3 separate regions of the Mus musculus genome follow, and all the other regions are linked to region 3. Evidence: chromatin contacts called from public Hi-C and promoter capture Hi-C data. All regions are on one chromosome and are shown on one strand. The core of a region is the stretch at or near the end of the contact, and the rest is flanking DNA. Distances in the headings are between cores, read along the strand shown. Region 1 holds the start of Ces1c (carboxylesterase 1C). Region 2 has its middle 33 kb from the start of Ces1c. Region 3 holds the start of Ces1e (carboxylesterase 1E).

Region 1 (3,059 bases), core at 347-2,846, 98 kb before region 3:
TTAGTAGGTAGCTAGGTAGATCTGGGTGTGAGAACTTTCAGTCATCTTTACTATTCTCTTCACATACCAGTCCACAGCTACCACACTCCTAAGCAACACTAAAGTTCAAATCAGAGTACTATAGCAGCTCACTTCTCATTGACCTTATCTGATCAATTGCTATTTTCCAAAGTATTTAGGATATTCTAGGTTATTATATACTTGATGTTCTGGTCCACAGATTTCTCATTTTCTCTTTTCATCCAATAGGATAAAAGATTCACAAAGTACAGATTTATTTCCTTAAATAGTTTGTGAAAACCCAGAATATTACTGATTCACCACATGTACTTAGTAAGTTTGTCCTAAATAAAGGGTTTGGAAAACTACGAGTGTACTTAGTAACTAGACCATATTTAACCATGCTCTCAGGGATGCCAGTAGTTACTATTAATATAGCTAATCAGAGGATTGCCTCATCTCCATACTGGATCACTGTTGCTATGTATTGTAATGCTAAGTACTGGCTCTGGTTGCCTCAGGGAAGAGGAGATCCTCAGTTACAGCAAGTGATGCTGTGTAGCCATCACAAGGTATCCTTGATTGGTCAATAGAGATGCCTACAGCCTATAGCTGGGAAGAAGAGAGGTAAACAGAATTTCAATTCCTGGGCTTGGGGTCTGAGATAGGACTATGAGATGGGGCAGAGAAAGTGAAGAGAAGACAGATGGCACTGGGGAGGTGAATCATAAAAACATAGCCACAAAGGCTGGCCAGTTAGTGTAAGAGCAGCCCAGGCGAAACATGGTAAATTATATCTCAGGGTTATTAATAGAGAAATAGACAAAAAAGCTTAGACATTAAATATCTGCCCAACTCCAGTGCTTTAAAGTCTTACTATAAATATAAAGGTTGTATGTTTTTCATTTGGGAACTAAATGATCCAAGGAATGGCAGAAACCTCCAATTAACATTAAATATTTATCTCAACACATACTCACTAAAATAGTCCCCATCCCAGTGGCTTACATAGGAGGGTAGGAGGTGGCATTCTTCACGAAGCTCCAGGGCTCTGCAGGCTGTGGTGGAGCAAACCTCAGAGATCCAAGAGGGGGCTTGGCAAAGGGGACTCCCAGGAAGACGGCCACAGGCTGTTCAAATCCTTCTAAGCTGATATACTTCCCCAGGACTTTGCCTTGTGTGGTGTCCACCACAGGTGGTAAGAGTGAGTGTCCTGATGGTCGAGAAAATGTGAGGACACATCAGAGGGGGTAGATCAAACCTGGATTCATGGTTGGTTTAATCACTTTTAGGCTTGTATCATTGATAGTCATTTGAATCTTCTAAGGCCTCTTTTCCTTCCAACATTAAATACAGGGTCAACTAAAACATAATCTGTTTGGAGGTATAAAAGTCGCCCATCTAAGCCAGCACAAGAGTCAGTGCTCTGCTTTGTGCCTGCCCTGTATACATTTCACCTACTTCATCAAAGACAGATTTCCATATGTGTAACCCAATGTTTGTAATCCAGAAGTACTTACCCAGAATTGGGCAAACAGCAAGAGAAGCCCAGACCAGAGCATGGAGCCACATGTTGGAAGGAAGGAGAGGAGCTCTTAGAGACAGGGAGGTGTCTGCTGCTTAAATAGAAAGCCTTGTTCCTGCCTCTTTGCTGTGGACCCTCCTCTAGACCAATTAGCATAATTACATAAAGCTCCCCCTCCTCCAAAGAGCTCCCTGGGTGTTTGTTAGGACCTCCAAGCCACACCCACTACGAGTTTACTCTTCTTTTTCTTTAAAGATACTACCCACACTCTGATACCAAATGGCCACAAACTCATCCAACCTCTTATGCAAACACTTCTGTTTGAAATAAAAACTCAGTGCACTTTGAACTTCTCAAGGTAGGCACCAGCAAGCAAATGCATGGAGGCAGGCAGAAGCTTTGGGTTAGGATTCCCACACAAGCTGGAGAATTAAGAGCACTTCACATCCCCAGTGTTTCTCTGCTGGGAACATTGCACACTTTCCAGCTGCCATGGGCTGCTATTTCCTAGAAAAGATGCTCTCAAGTTTGGAAGATTTCTAATCTCACTCTTCAGCCAACATTTATTTCATATGCCAACTATCCTTGCCTGGTGGCCTGAAGCGCCAATGCACACCTTCTCTGTTAATGATCTCACTGCTTTTGGAGCAGGGATGTTTAAACAGAATGTTTGTATTAGTTACTCCTGGTTGTTCTGATGAAACGCATAGAGCAAAGGCAACATAAGGAAGAGAGAGTATTCAGAGGTAGAGGAGTCTACAATGGCAGAGCAGAAGCATGGTGACACGTAGCAAACCAGATGGTTGGAACAGAGAGATGAGAGCTCATAATATTTAAATGTAAGCTCACAGCAGAGAGTGAACTAGAAACAAGAAAGCTTTAAATTCTCTAAGCCTACCTTCACTGACATACTTCCTCTAATAAGGCTACATCTTCTAAATATCTCCAAACAACAGCACTGCCTGGTCAAGGAGTGTTTGAATGCCTGAGACTATCGGAACAGTTCTTACTCAAATACTCCATTGTTTTTATGTCAAATAAACTCTGTGAACCACAATCTTTTGGCTAATCATCCACACATGCCTCTTTCTATGAAATCTTTCTTTCTTGGAGATTTTATTTTTATTTTAAGTGTATGAGTATTTGTGTGCATATACGTCTATGCAGTATATGCATGTAATACCCACAGTGGCCAGAAGAGGGAGGGCTTCAGGACTTCAGGGAATGGAGTTATAAATTGAGAACCAATAAATGGGTATTGGAAATTGAACACCTGTCCTCTACAAAAGCAGCCATTGCTCTTGATGACTGATGCACATCTACAGACCTTATCTATAAATTAATTAAAATGCCCCAAATGTTTGGCCTTAAGTCCACTGGAATGTAGGGCAAAATAAACAGAATATGTATTGCTTGATTTCTGCTTTAACTATGTGGTATTATTTCTGTTTCTCAACCCTAGAAACAAAGAAGCATGTGTCTCTCTGCAGAACATTTGGAAACTTTGTGGCAAAGGGTCACTGTATATATATAA
Region 2 (2,793 bases), core at 30-2,529, 66 kb before region 3:
GGCAGAACATATTATACTAACCAGGGCACTGACCCTACCCTAAGGATCATTCCTGGTTATTGTCACTTATGTGAACACCTCTTCCTGGTGTAAGAGATCCTATAGACATAGTAATAGATCCCAAATTTGCTGGGTTTGCAGTTGCTTACTGTTGAACACTACAACCAAATGAAGGGGATCTAGGTTGGTCAACATATGGTTACTGACCTTATCATTCCTCATTACTAACTCCTGTGAAGCCTTATTGGGGGTGAAAGAGGCAAATGCTAGCTGCCCAGAGACATCTCTGGACATCCTTTTTAAGCAGGCCAAAGGGGTCCAGAAGCCTCTTTTTAACCTGGAAGATTACTTTGTTGAGATTGCCTCTGGAAAAAGCATCTCTCTGGGCCTTCTGTAGAATTTCTGCTTCCATGGGGTTGTACTTGATATGACTGAGTCTATGTTGAGGAGCTGGTATAATATGCCTGGTTATGATCTTTCACCATGTCTGCTGGATTAAAACACTGACTTGGTTTTCCTGATTAGAATTAGGTTAGGTTGTCTAGCATCTACCTGGCTCCATTCCCCAAATCCTACAACGATAGCATCCTCCAGCCATTCTTGAAGGCAATTATCAGAGGCTATATGTACCTGTAATAATTTTATTGTTCATCATCACAATCATTAATACTGAACCAAGTGGAGCCAGCATGGTGAATTTCACAGGGTGATTTTTTTTTTCTTATAAGAATTCCTACCCTGGTTCATATATTCATAGATGAATCAAATTTTCATAAAAGAATCTACAAATCTGTATGGACATCAGGATGGTAATTGTACCTTGACAATCATTTGATAGGAGTCACAGAGTGAGAAGGAATAACTGCTGCAGACTGGACTCAGTTGGCCCCTCAACCTGGGACAAATGTGGAGCATTCATGCTATAGGATGCCACGGCTCCAGGAGACTAAGTTTCTCTGAAACATTTTGATTCAGGACCGCATCCAAGGTTTTGGGCCAGCCACACACCTTTTACTAGAGTGGATGTGGCAAATAACAAGAGCTCCTTCCTAGAATTTTATGTTTAAAAAAGGGGGGTGAGTGGTGAGTGGGCATTTATTGAACATGCCCTTTTGTACCTCAAAGTTCATGAATCACTATTTGTTGAACTCTGTCCATTTGAAAAGGTTGCTGATCTCTTGTTTGAAAATTGTACCAATCCATTGAAACTGAGCCCAGTCCACCCATGAGCAGAGATCTCAAGATCTTGTCCTTCAATGGCTGGTGTTGCTCAAAGGGCATGGTATTTCCATGGGTTACCATGCACATGGGATTTGCAGTCCATGTGGACACTGGATCCTCCCAGGATGATCTTGGATGACTCCACTGCCTTGGATGTAGTCTTTTCTTCTTCCTGCCAGATAATCGTGTTGTCCACTCATCAGTTAAAGTCCTTGACTAGTCCTTTTGACATGGCCACAGAGGGGTCAGCATGAGCAACAGTCTTGGCAATGTTGGACTTGCTGGTGGTGGCTGTTCCATAATGTATACACAGGTGGTGTTTCTTCTTCTGGAGCCCTACTGACACCATCCTACCAAGATGCTGGGCTGTAGCCACTCAGCTAGAAGAGTCCAGTGAAGATCCCCTCACTTGTCATTTTAGACCCATATCATGACTAACCACTAATATTTAATCTGATTTGATATCAATGACAGCATTACAAATGATGTTGTTCTAGTATTCCCCTGCCTTCTAGATGCTCTAAGTTGTTTTCAGGACATACAGCCTGCCCTGCTCTCCTTTCCCTAGGAGCAAATCATTTATCCCTTAATGATTTGCTCACTTGTTCACTTGGACTGGCCCCATGAGAGTGGATAATGAAAATGTGGTATATATACACATTGTATATATGGACTGTTCTTCATTTTTGAGAATAAAATTTTGTGTTTACAAAAAGATAGATAAATGGAACTGGAGAACAACAAATGAAGCTAAATAAGGCAGATGCAGAAAGACAATGATCAAAGGTTGAAACATCGTTTATGGTTGGCTTGAGCTTTCAGTACCCATCTTTGAACCATCACACTGTAACTTCACACTACAATATAAGCTACATAAAATTTGAAATAAAATAGCACACTTTAATTCTGCCTCACACCTTTGAAATTGCTTTTTCTTGCTTTCTTGACTCCAGAGAGTTCTCCCACACTGGCACACCCATTAGCTGACTTCTGTTAGTTGATACAGGACATCTACTGACTCAATGCTAATGAGGAGTGGGTTACGTAGTCATTGTCCTGTCTTAATCTTAGAACCCTGGGTGGGTAAGATGAAGTCTTTTCGCTGACCCTGTTTCTCAGCAGCAATAATGATGACTTAGGTCCAGTACTATTTGTTCTATTCATGCAATGGGTTACAGAACTTTACAACTTTTTCCTTTGGCTGCAATAAGCCTTCATCTGGTATCTAAAGATTCCCCCATGTGGGCAGAGTATAGTTCCCTTATGGAAATGGAGTAGTGGTGTGCTTTATGCATTCCTAGAGAAAAATTTATCCCAGTATTGCAACATGTCCACAGACTTATTCATAAGCACCTGGAGGACATCTACAGAGGAGTCTGGAATGGGTGTAAGCCTCTTCTTGGGTCTGTGGTTCTCAATTAATTTTGTATTTTTATTTAGACCACACATTGCCTTTAGCACTTAGAAAACTCTGGTCATTCTCATTTCATTTATGAGAATATCTCTCTGGAAAGGAAAGGTGAGACATGTTCACATCTGCTGTGAAGTAGTGTCTCCTGAGCATAACAGCCT
Region 3 (2,774 bases), core at 94-2,593:
TATAGTTTACCCATCCTTCCACCTTCTCAGGATCCTGGTCCTTTCTTTTTGTCACCCCAGTTATGAACCCTTTCTTTGGGAGTCAGGATTAGCAGACTATTATCTTAATGTTCATTATCTCTAATGTGATGACCTGATTACACCTCTGATTTCTTATTAATATGCTCCATTTTCTTTTTCTATAACTTCAGTTCACATGTACATATGATGTATGTGCACCTATGTGCACACTTGTGAGTGTGTAAATGAAGGTGTGTGCCTGCAGTGGTGCTTGTGTGGAGGTCAGAGGACCACTTTACACACTGCACCCACTAGCTGGTTTAAAATGTGGTCCCCTTGTCCATTTCCTAGGCTCCTTTGTTGTATACTAGGCTAGCAGTTCTGGTCCAGGAACCTCTGGGCATTTTCCTGCCTCCACCTCCCATCTTGGCACAAGAGCACTGAGATTGTAGTCCCATTAGCTATGTCACATGAATACTGGGGATTCAGACTCGAGTCCTTGTGCTTACACAGAAGGGGCTTTACCCTGCGATCCAGCTCCTCAGCCCTGATACACATCATTTCAAGTCACCCCTCTTATCCGTCATCTCCTCTCACCTAGACCCACCCTAAATACTATAGAAGGCGCCACCTAAGGCATCCTCAAAGTGACCCAGTGGAGAGGGTACGGTCACCACTTCTGTAGAGACAGGATGACACAAGTTCACCATGCTGAGTACTTTGCCTAAAGACAAATGGTTTGGAAGTATTTAGCTGAGATTCCGAATTTTCTACCAAGCTTCTTTCCAAAATCAGTCTAACTGTAGACAAACAGTTAAGGAGGAAACAGGCAGCTTTCCTAATCCCCTTTGTGGCACATGGCGCTAGCTCATTGCCCTTCTCGACCTGCCATGTGATCTTAAGTCAGAGTGTTTGTTTTTCTCTGACTCAGCATGTCAGCTGGACTGGGATACTTGTCTAAAAAGTGAAAATGGCTAACGATCAAAGCTCGCAACAGTTTTATACTATTGTCACCTCTGCCCACCTCTACCTGGTATGAGCTTTTGAAATGTACCCCACCATCACCCGAATATTTGTATTCCATAAAGACTCACCCCCTGCTGTGAATGCTGCAAGTGACACCAGGATCAGAGCAGAGAGGCACATGGTAGGAGGCTACAGGTTTGCAGGACAGGGAGGTCTCCAGCCTGTGACAAAGGGGGCACACTGATCCTGCCCCACTCCTGGAGGGTACCAGCAAATTTCTCTCAATCAATTGTATGATACCACAAAAGAACAATCTTTCTATTCCAAAGAGCTCTGCAGGTTTCTCAAGAGATCACTAAGCCACCCCCACCCAGAGTTTACCCAGGTTTATCTAAATTGTTTGGACTCTACACTTAGATTGCAGGAGTCCACAAACTGGTCAAACAACTTCTTACATAAATATCTCTCAGCAGGACATTCACACCTCAGTGCTCTCTTATTTTCCAAACCAGTTCTGTAGACTCCTTTAAGTAAGGTGACTCTTTGGTCTTGGGTCTTCACATCAAGCTGGAATTGTTCAGAGCCCCTCACAGCCACACAGTTGACCACCAGAGAGGTTAGGGCACACCTCCCAGATTCTCTTTGCTGGGAGAGTTTTAGAACTTATTTTGGTAACAATCTTAAATTTCATCATTTTATTTTTGCCTAATTTATCTTTCTAAGATTCCTGTAAAGTGGTCTAGCCTTCTGCCATGCAGACACAGTCAAGGATCTCACAACCTTTCAGAGGAGAGATTTAGGGATAGGCATTCTTATATAAATGAACAATGTATTTTTGTTTTAATAGTTTTTAAGTTAGTTTCCATAGTAATGGGTTTTATTATGAACTTTAAAGCAGATTTTTTTATTATTGGTCTTTTCCCATTCTTCTTCATCCCTTTGTGTCTCTCAGCTCATCCTTTCCACCCTAATAGTCTCCCTTTGTACTTTCATTCTCCACCTTCTTTTCCTTCTTCTCCTCCTTCTCCTTCTTCTCCCTCTCCTCCTCCTCTTTCTTTCTTTCTTTCTTTCTTTCTTTCTTTCTTTCTTTCTTTCTTTCTTTCTTTCTTTCTTTCTTCTCCTCCTCCTCCTCCTCCTCTTCATCCTCCTCCTCTTCTCTCTCTCTCTCTCTTCCTCTCTCTCTCTCTCAGACACACATTTCTCTTTTTCTCTCATGGACTCTTCTAGCTTCATGACAATATACATACAAAAATATAAACATTAATATCTAAAACTATGTATGAGAGAAAATGTGGTATTTGTCTTCCTGAGTCTAGTTTTTCTTAACAGAATGATTTTCATTTCTGTCCACTGTTCCTGAAAATGCTGATTTCATTTTTCTTTATAGTTGAATAAAATTCTACTGTGTAATTATGTCCCATTTTTTTCATCTGAATGTCAGTGTTTGAGCATCTGGGCTGACTCACTTCTTAGCTACTGTGAGTACTATAGCAATAAATATGAACTATAGATATCACTTTGATAAGATTTATATCTTTGGGGCATATATTCTGGGACAGTTTAGTTGGATCATACAGTTCTGCTTTATACTTTTGAAAAACCTCTATTTTCATTTCCATAAGGTGCTACATCAATATACTCCCACAAATGATTTGTCCTTCTAAACAGCTTCACTCATTTTCATTGTCATTAACTTACTTTTGCTGCAAACAAAAGTGAATGAACACTACTAAACTCATTCTGTAAAGTGATTTTTCCTTGATACTCAAAACACATGAGGAGACAATAACCAAACAGTAGACTGATCT

Evidence for each region. Promoter capture Hi-C pulls out the DNA fragments that hold promoters and counts their contacts. A called contact is a pair of places that touch in the nucleus more often than the background predicts.
Region 1: a contact with region 3 is called in a promoter capture Hi-C map of liver, with 2.2 times the contacts expected there. The contact joins the promoter of Ces1c here to the promoter of Ces1e in region 3. A contact is called at or near these places in 1 of 39 promoter capture datasets (liver), 3 of 484 Hi-C or Micro-C datasets (forebrain, liver and nephron progenitors) and 2 of 9 other capture datasets (adipose tissue and pancreatic islet).
Region 2: a Hi-C map of liver shows a contact between it and region 3, with 2.1 times the contacts expected there. The contact joins the enhancer-like site here to the promoter of Ces1e in region 3. A contact is called at or near these places in 1 of 39 promoter capture datasets (liver), 3 of 484 Hi-C or Micro-C datasets (liver and nephron progenitors), 1 of 115 datasets of contacts at active chromatin or transcription factors (embryonic stem cells) and 3 of 9 other capture datasets (adipose tissue, liver and pancreatic islet).

The regions. Positions count from the first base shown.
Region 1 is chr8:93,129,687-93,132,745 of GRCm38.p6, forward strand. Ces1c (carboxylesterase 1C) reads right to left here and starts at 1,597. Exons shown (of 13, transcript NM_007954.4): 1 at 1,521-1,597; 2 at 1,009-1,213. The coding sequence starts at 1,572.
Region 2 is chr8:93,162,417-93,165,209 of GRCm38.p6, forward strand. No RefSeq gene overlaps it. Among named protein-coding and RNA genes, the nearest start is that of Ces1c, 33 kb to the left of the region's middle. Within about 2 kb of position 1,280, at least 2 of the 459 cell types and tissues checked have an H3K27ac peak or open chromatin away from gene starts, as enhancers often do. A contact at or near this core is called in liver, where this site is marked.
Region 3 is chr8:93,228,276-93,231,049 of GRCm38.p6, forward strand. Ces1e (carboxylesterase 1E) reads right to left here and starts at 1,344. Exons shown (of 14, transcript NM_133660.3): 1 at 1,095-1,344. The coding sequence starts at 1,146.